Linked DNA regions of Mus musculus: region 1 is linked to region 2. The links are chromatin contacts, called in public ChIA-PET maps. All regions are on one chromosome and are shown on one strand. The core of a region is the stretch at or near the end of the contact, and the rest is flanking DNA. Distances in the headings are between cores, read along the strand shown.

What was found. ChIA-PET counts read pairs in DNA pulled down with a chosen protein or histone mark.
Region 1: an RNA polymerase II ChIA-PET map of memory CD8 T cells shows a contact between it and region 2, with 12 read pairs. The contact joins the enhancer-like site here to the promoter of Zdhhc3 in region 2. A contact is called at or near these places in 14 of 39 promoter capture datasets (the 3T3-L1 cell line, 3T3-L1-derived adipocytes, the HPC-7 cell line and 8 more), 2 of 484 Hi-C or Micro-C datasets (bone marrow-derived macrophages and muscle stem cells), 11 of 115 datasets of contacts at active chromatin or transcription factors (bone marrow-derived macrophages, double positive thymocytes, embryonic basal ganglia and 5 more) and 3 of 9 other capture datasets (adipose tissue, embryonic stem cells and macrophages).

What each region holds. Positions count from the first base shown.
Region 1 is chr9:123,495,817-123,499,682 of GRCm38.p6, forward strand. All of the region lies in intron 1 of Limd1 (LIM domains containing 1), which reads left to right. Among named protein-coding and RNA genes, the nearest start is that of Limd1, 19 kb to the left of the region's middle. Within about 2 kb of position 2,270, at least 54 of the 459 cell types and tissues checked have an H3K27ac peak or open chromatin away from gene starts, as enhancers often do. A contact at or near this core is called in memory CD8 T cells, where this site is marked.
Region 2 is chr9:123,110,662-123,114,715 of GRCm38.p6, forward strand. It overlaps Zdhhc3 (zinc finger, DHHC domain containing 3), which reads right to left and starts at 2,533. Exons shown (of 7, transcript NM_001372538.1): 1 at 2,335-2,533. It overlaps Exosc7 (exosome component 7), which reads left to right and starts at 2,570. Exons shown (of 8, transcript NM_001081188.1): 1 at 2,570-2,661. The coding sequence starts at 2,605.

The DNA.
Region 1 (3,866 bases), core at 1,020-3,519, 380 kb after region 2:
AAAAAAGCTTTAATGATATGCCCTGTATTCTACTCTAGGCTTCATATAAAACTGATTGTAAAATCTCATTACTGTAGGGCTCGGTAGTTAAAGCCCTTGTCCCACAAGCGAGAGCCACTTCTAACCCAGTCTTTGGGGTTTGGTTCTCCAGCACTCACAAATCCTGGGTAGATGTGGTGATCCGCCTTCAATTTCAGCTTTGGAAGGTGGAGACCGGGGATCCGCAGAGCAAGTCTAGCTATATTGGTGACCTCTGTGTTTGATGAGAGACTTTATCTCAATGAACAAGATGGAAGAGAGATGGAGGAGGGTTCCAGTATCAGCCTTGGACCTCCAGGTGCATGTGTACCCAAACTGGTCCCACTGGGGTTCAAGTAGCAGGACTGTTTGTTCCAAGAAGAAACTTAGGAAGAGACCTGTGCTGGTTGTTAGTGCTATACCCTTACAGGATTGCCCCCATGATCTGACTTCTGTCACTGTAGTTTTTTTTTAAGGATTTATTTTAAATTGTGTTTGTGTCTGAGTCCAGAAGGGGACAATATATCCCCTTGGCACAGAAGTTACAGGCAGACTGCCAGATGTGGGTACTGGGAATGGAATTTTATAACAGCAATTTTAATATAAATGTATGCAGTAAATAAATACAGCATCTGTTTTCTTTATCGTAGCTAGTTTCCCAATAATGACACAGAGAGACCAAGATTTATTTTCGGCTTAAATACAACAACTAGGTATTATAATACTATTCTAATCCTTTAATCTAATCTGGCTACTGTTGTGGCTGGCCAGCGACTCACATGTCTGGGTTCTAGTCTGAGAGGCATCTTGGAACCTGGAAGAGAAGAGGGGGCTAGGCGACGCGAGAGAGACGGAGCTAAGATAAGATTCTGATCAAAGCTCAGTTTTACTATTTCGTGCATCGAGTTATGAAGGAGGGGGGGAGGGGCCCATTCCTGCCAAATCATCCTGGAGTAAAGTTGCAGGTGACCTCGTGTTTGACTCCGGAACAGCAAGGCGGCAGGCAGCGGCAGTGGGAGTGGCAGAACGATAGGGCGGCAGGCTCCACCCCGATGCACACAGTGAAACCTGAGCAAACAGGTTTCAGGCTGAGGGGGTGGGGGAGGTTACAGGCTACCTCCCAGCCAAGATCCCAAATATACTTGGGTTTTTTTATTGCTCTGGCCCTTTGGGCTTCAGGTGTATTCTGTGTCTCTCCAGACCCCCATGGCTGGCAGAAGTCTCTTTACTCTTTTTTTTTTTTTAAAGATTTATTTATTTATTATATGTAAGGCGTCAGATCTCATTACAAATGGTTGTGAGCCACCATGTGGTTGCTGGGAATTGAACTCAGGACCTCTGGAAGAGCAGGCAGTGCTCTTCACCACGGAGCCACCTCTCCAGCCCTCTAGAGTCTCTCTAATCTTCTCTTTATTTCCCAGTCACTGGCTTTTCCAGTTTTTATTGACAAGGCAGAGAATAAATGATGAACGTTGTTTACACAAACCTAAGACAGGAGATTCTTGACACAAGCATTACAGTGCCGGGCCCAGATTGCAACAAGATGTGAGGGCAGAGAAATCAGCATTTGAACAACACGAGGGTAAACTTTACACAGTGCACAATATCATTATGCCTACATAACTGTGGTCCTCACAAGAGCAGCACATGCTGCTAACTTGCGAGCTGTCGCTCCAGCCTGGTTGGTATTGTTTTTATGAATATTCTTGGATCTCTTTGTCCTTCAGGAAGGATTCTGTGAAATTATTGGGTGAGTTAAAAAAAAAAATGTGGGGCTGGTGAGATGGCTCAGTGGGTAAGAGCACCCGACTGCTCTTCTGAAGGTTCGGAGTTCAAATCCCAGCAACCACATGGTGGCTCACAACCATCCATAACAAGATCTGACTCCCTCTTCTGGATTGTCTGAAGACAGCTACAGTGTACTTACATATAATAAATAAATGAATCTTTAAAAAAAATGTGTCTAATTGTCCTTTAAAATGCTATGTATCCTTTTGGGATTTCCCCCTAGAAGAGTGTGTCCATGGGCTACCTGGCAGTGGGCCGTCAGCAGGCTTAGCTGAAGTGAAGTGTGCTGTTTTAAACTCCCTCTTCCTTTGAGGGGGAGAGGCATTGAGGCCAGGAGCTGGAGATCACGGGCAAATTTACAGTGATTGAGAAGTTGCTATCTGAACTTCCTTTCCCACTGAGTGAAGTGAGGCCACGTGTTCGGTGGCAGCTGAAGAAAGAGGTCTGCTGCAATGGTTGTAGCACCAAGTGGCTTTAAGTACTTCCTTTGTGGGTTAGTGATGGCCTCACGGATTGGCTCAGGAACTGCAGAGTGCATGAGAGGGTAGAAGCAGGGGCATCCAGAGAGTCAGGCAATGCTGTGCTGTTCTCACTCGGATCTCATCCTCATGTGCACATGAGGATCAGCTGGTACACTTTGATTTTGGACACTCTGGAGGTGATATTGGGCATCCACCAGCACCTTGCCTGAATAGTGCAAGGTCTAGAGGAGGTGATTGGTAAGTAGACACTCAACACCAGTGGGCAAACGGTACCTCTGGGGATATTTCATCTTTAGTGTGGGAGGGACAGAGTATTGCTAGGGTCATTAGTCTAGTTTGATACAATGGTATGGTCCATTTCTAGAACCTGTTGATGCCCAGAACTCTCAGAACTGGCAGGACCACAGGGTAGATAGCCTTTAGCTGAGAAAAAGCCCCACTCACTTTTCTCTTGATTTAGTAATTTCTTTCTTTCTTTCTTTCTTTCTTTCTTTCTTTCTTTCTTTCTTTCTCTCTCTCTCTTTCTTTCTCTCTCTTTCTCTTTCTCTCTCTCTCTCTTCCTCTCTCTCTCTCTCTCTCTCTTCCTTTCCTTTCCTTTCCTTTCCTTTCCTTTCCTTTCCTTTCCTTTCCTTTTTGGGTATTCGTGTAAATCTGGTGGCCTCAGGATTGTGCAAAGTCTAAGGATAGTCAACAGCTTCTCTTCTTTTTTTCTAATGTTGAGCCCCAGCCTAGGCCACTTTTGTGAGGCCTCATGCAGGATCCAGGTAAGGTGGGAAGCCCCTTTGCCCACTGTGGGAGAACAGTTTCCTCCAGGTAGGCTGAATGCAGTCACCTTTGCTCTTCATCCCATTGCAGCGTCTGCAAAACATGTCTCCAAGTGATAGAGAAATGCTTATGATTGGACAAATGCTGTGTAGCCTACTGGGCAAAGGGACAGGACACAGGGCTGCACTGTCACCTGCAGAAGGTTGCCTTTTTATGGAGGAGCCTTGTAGTTGAGGTTTCAAGTGGAGATGGCCTTTGGTGTGGGTGTGGTAGCAACAAGGCAAAATGGGAGGTGGGCTAGTCCAACAGTGGGAGGTCAGGGGCATGGCTATTCTGAGTGGTTGATGTGAGGACATTTTAAAAAGAGTATAGAAGCTTAGATTTTCTTAGTAGTAATTGGTTTTTCAATTTAAAATAGGAACTCTGGGGGGTGTAGTGGCACACACCTTTTAACCCAGAAGGTATGAAGCAGAGGCAGGCCCATCTCTGTGAGTTCAAGGCCAGCCTGGTCTACGTAGTGATTTCCAAGACAGTGTACTACATAGTGAGACCCTGTCTCAAGAAGAAAAAGAAGGAACTCTAAGGCAGAGGCAGAGGCAGAGGCAGGTGGATCTCTTTGAGTTCAAGGTCAGCCTGGTTACATATCAAATTCCAGGTTAGCCAGGGCTACATTATCTCAATCAATCAGTCACTCAAATTAGGAATTCTGAAACAATGCAGTAACTTTTTTTTACCTGCTGTGTTCTGGGAAAGCTTTAAAACACATATAAATAATTCATATAATATTAAATTTTCAGCCAACTATGCTGACAC
Region 2 (4,054 bases), core at 1,283-3,782:
GATGGAATGAAACTGAGCAGTATTTTACAGGATAGTTACCAGCCTCATAACAAACATGGGTGTTCTGCATTAGGTCCCCTGGTAGATGACATGGAGTTTGTGAGAGGCTACAGAAAGTGACATTTGGGAGCCACAAAGCCTCCACTCAAATCCTGCCTCTGCTACATATTAGTTATGTGCTCTGTGACTTTGCTCAGACACTTATGCTATTTGTGCCTGTTTCCTAAACTGTAAAATTGCCCTCATAAGGCTATTCTGAGAATTGAATCTTTGTAAAGTTCTTGGCATACAACAAGCATCACACAGTGTCATAGAAAGTTAATAGAGCCTGGGTTTTATAAAAGACACAACAACAAAACAGCATGAAACAAACAAAAACCCCAAGAGAAATGAAAAAGCAAACTGGTATAACACAATATAATGTGCCATCCTTGGGTATTTCATTTTTCTGGTTCTAATATGTTCTTTGAATAGCTTCAATAAATAAGAACTATGAGTTATGAGGTTTAAGGACATCTAATGCATTCAATGAATATGATGAAAATGCTCTAGCATCACATAGGAAAAATAACTAGTGATGACAGCAGTGTTCCAGCAGAGAATATAAACTCCACTGTTTATGTTTCTTGAAGTCTTCTGAACCTAATACCAGATATTACTCATAAAATCAGTCACCAAATAGATAACACTGACCCTTCTTCAGAAAGAACCTGTTGTCTGCTGTCGGGGGTAGGATATGCCCGTGTGGTGCTGGGGAGGGAACCTAGGGCCTTTGCACATGCTACTGTTCTGCCACTAACACACTTTTAAAGATATGCCCAAAGACTTTTTCCCAGGAAAATGGCTCATAGTAGTTAAACTCAAGTCAAACTTTCTTCCAGTATCTTTTCTGACTTTTCAATCTTCACCCTACCCCACCCCCACCCCACTATATATTCAAATGGTCTCTCTTTCCAGTCATCTCTAGCACGAGATACCCTACTAGCAGGAGTCCCTTGCTATTTCACCAGTTCCTCACACAGAATCTAGTTGTTCAACCAGAGATGGTGTCTAGGTGCTATATCAAGTGTGGCATCTGTTCCTCCAAAAAAGGAAGAAAGCCGTCTGGCTCCACCTTTTCCAGTTACCCTAGAGGGCAAAGTCCAACCCTACAGGAAGCCGTCTCAGGAGCACCTGTAGTAAGTATTATGTATGGACGCAGGAAATTCATATCCAGTCTATCAAGAAGAGGCTATCATTTGAGGGCTCAGCAGCTAACAGTTCAGTACCTAGGAATATAGCCAGGCACTTCCTGTTACTGTTGAAATCTCAGCGTAGTCAGTAATCCACTATGACAACTCTAATCACCATGCTCTGTGGCTATGCTCACAAGAGCCTTCCCTTCTACCCTGGAGGACTCTGGTTAGTGTTCTGTTTACTTACTTAGTTAGCACAAGAGAAAAAAAGCCTTTTTTCGACGAGTGGGGGCAGTGTCTTTGAGACAGGATCTCACTATGTGGCTCAGGCTGTCCTTGAACTCACAGTGTAGAACAGGCTGACCTCGAATTCAGAGATCCGCCTAGCTCTGTCTCCCAAACGCTGGGATTAAAGGCAAAGGGTGGCCAGCACCTTTTATTTCTTGATGATTAAGCTGAAGGGTTACTTTTGTTTAAAATAGAACACCAGGTAAGTCTCTACCAAGTCTCCCCTCATTTTCTCAGAGAGACCCTTTAAAACTTAGTTCATATCCCCTCTCTTCCTTAAAGGGCCCCTCACTATGACCCCAGCTTCACCTTGCAGGCATCCTTTCTGGATAACCTAGGTCCCATATCCTCCCAGGGTCGGTTTTCTTTCATGAAGTTATCCATCTTCCCCGGAGATCCCTTCCATCCAGGCATCCCGAAGTGCAAGACACTCTCCCTACTCTCTTTGGGACAATACTCCAGCAACCGCACGGGGCAAGGGTAACTTGCAAAGCTCTGGGCCATTATCTGATGATGGGCAGTAGGGGAGGAAAGGATGAGGGAAGACAGGACAGAGATCGATCCCTGGAATGGAAGGAGGGGTGAGAAAATTGAGAAGCTGGCGCCCCATTCCTGGTGCAGACCCTTCCCGACCAGTGACCTAATGAGGGATCCATGGTCTCTTTCCTTCAGCCATCCTAGGGACCAACTAGGAGGGGGTTGAGGAGATGGTCCCTCATGGGCAGCACGACTTCCGCCTTCCTGAAGTGTCTCACGTGCGCGCGCTCGGCTACTTCGACTCCGGCCCGAGCGCTCGGGTTGCGCGCTTCCCATCCAGTCCCGGCTGGGGCCCCGCGCCTCCCTCCTTCTGGGGCTTCCCCACTGCACTGACCGTCAATCTGGAGGCAGCTAGCAGTCCCGCGCCGCCTGCTGCTGCCCCGGGGCCCAGCCGCCAGCGTCCGCGATGGCACGGGCACCCGGCGCCACGGCTTGCCGGACTCGGCCTCACACGGGGCGGTGCGAAGGAGAAGCCCATGGAGCTCCAGGCGGTGGCGGCAGCCGCGGCTGCGGGAGCGGCCACCGCGCGGGCTGATGACGCGCAGGCGCGGTGGGGAGAGGCGCGAGCTGATGACACGCCAGCGCGCGCGGTGAGCTGAGCAGCATGGCGTCGGTGGCGCTAAGCGAGGCCGAGAAGGTCTACATCGTTCATGGAGTGCAGGTAGCGGTGGCGGCCGCGAGTGCAGGCCATATTGCGCAGGGAGGAGGTGCGGGGCGGCCACGTGGTCAGGACGGACGCCCGAGGCTTAGTGCTGCAGCGAGTGTGCGTCCTGTATGCCTAGATGTCCACAGCTCTCGGGATGGAGGAGATTCCTAGCTCATCAGGGAGCGGCGGGCGGGCAGTTCCCGAGGCTGCAGTTTAATGAAGGAATGTCCTTGTGGCCTCTGCACGACCTGAGAGTGCAGTGCCCGAGATCCTGTAATCAGAATAGCGGCACGTGAATGGACTCTGGTGACTTTGCACACAGAGGCCGTGTATCCGAGGGGGAAAAGGACTTTAAAATTCTGACAGCAAACACCACACGCCACACACCCCCTAAAAACAGGAAAGAAGGAAATGCATCGGTAATAGAGTGCGTGCTTAGCATGCTCCAGACCTTGGTGGCTGGCACCTGTAATCCCAGCAGCTGGGAAGTGGAGACAAGAGAATCAGGAGTTTAAGGCCAGACTGAGCTATAAAGACCCAATCTTAAGAGAAATCACGCTGACATATACACACACATGTCTTACAAATAGAGAAAAATAGGGAGTGTTTTTCTTTCTGGCGGTGCTGGAGGTTGAACCTCTTGGCCTTGTGCATGCTAGGCAGGCATTCTATCATGGAACCGCATTCTCAACCCTTTTGTTTTTTTGCTTTTTTTTTTTGAGGAGGAGAGCTTTATATCCAAGGCTGGTGTGTAACTCCTATCAGTCCTGCCTTGGCAGAAGGCATGCCTTTTCACCACCCGCTGAGAAGAATTTTTCAAAGCAGACTGGTAGTCTATGGTGTAATTGTTGATTTACCTGTTTTACTTGTGGGGCGCTTAGATCTTTGGGTAGCTACAATGACTACCGCGATCTGGGCTCAGTCCTGCTTTTGAACGTTCAAGAGAAGTGAAGAATGTTTCCTGGCAACCATAATCTAGTATTCTACAAGCCTTGTCCCTACAGTTGATCTTGTGATGTAGTCATCATAGTAAGGTGACCTGTTACCATTTAAACTACATAATGCAAGTGAAAGCATGTTCTTTTCTAAATCATATGACATACTGTTATTTTCTACTTCATATAGAGTAAGGAATGCCAAAATTCAGTCATTAGGTTTCATATTAAACTTGAGTAATAAAAATCCAAACCCACAACTCATTAGCTTTTTAGTTCAAGATCAGGTTTAGTAATAGTGGGGTATATGCACAGTGGGTTGTATGGGAATGTTAAAGTAGTCAATCCTAGGGGTGGGGCTTCCCTTTTAGTTTTTAATTTTTTTTTTTTTGCCAGAAGTGTGACTCTGTCATTCCATATCCCTAGTCTTCATGGTGACATATTAAGTGCTGATGAGTTTTTAATTTTTTTTT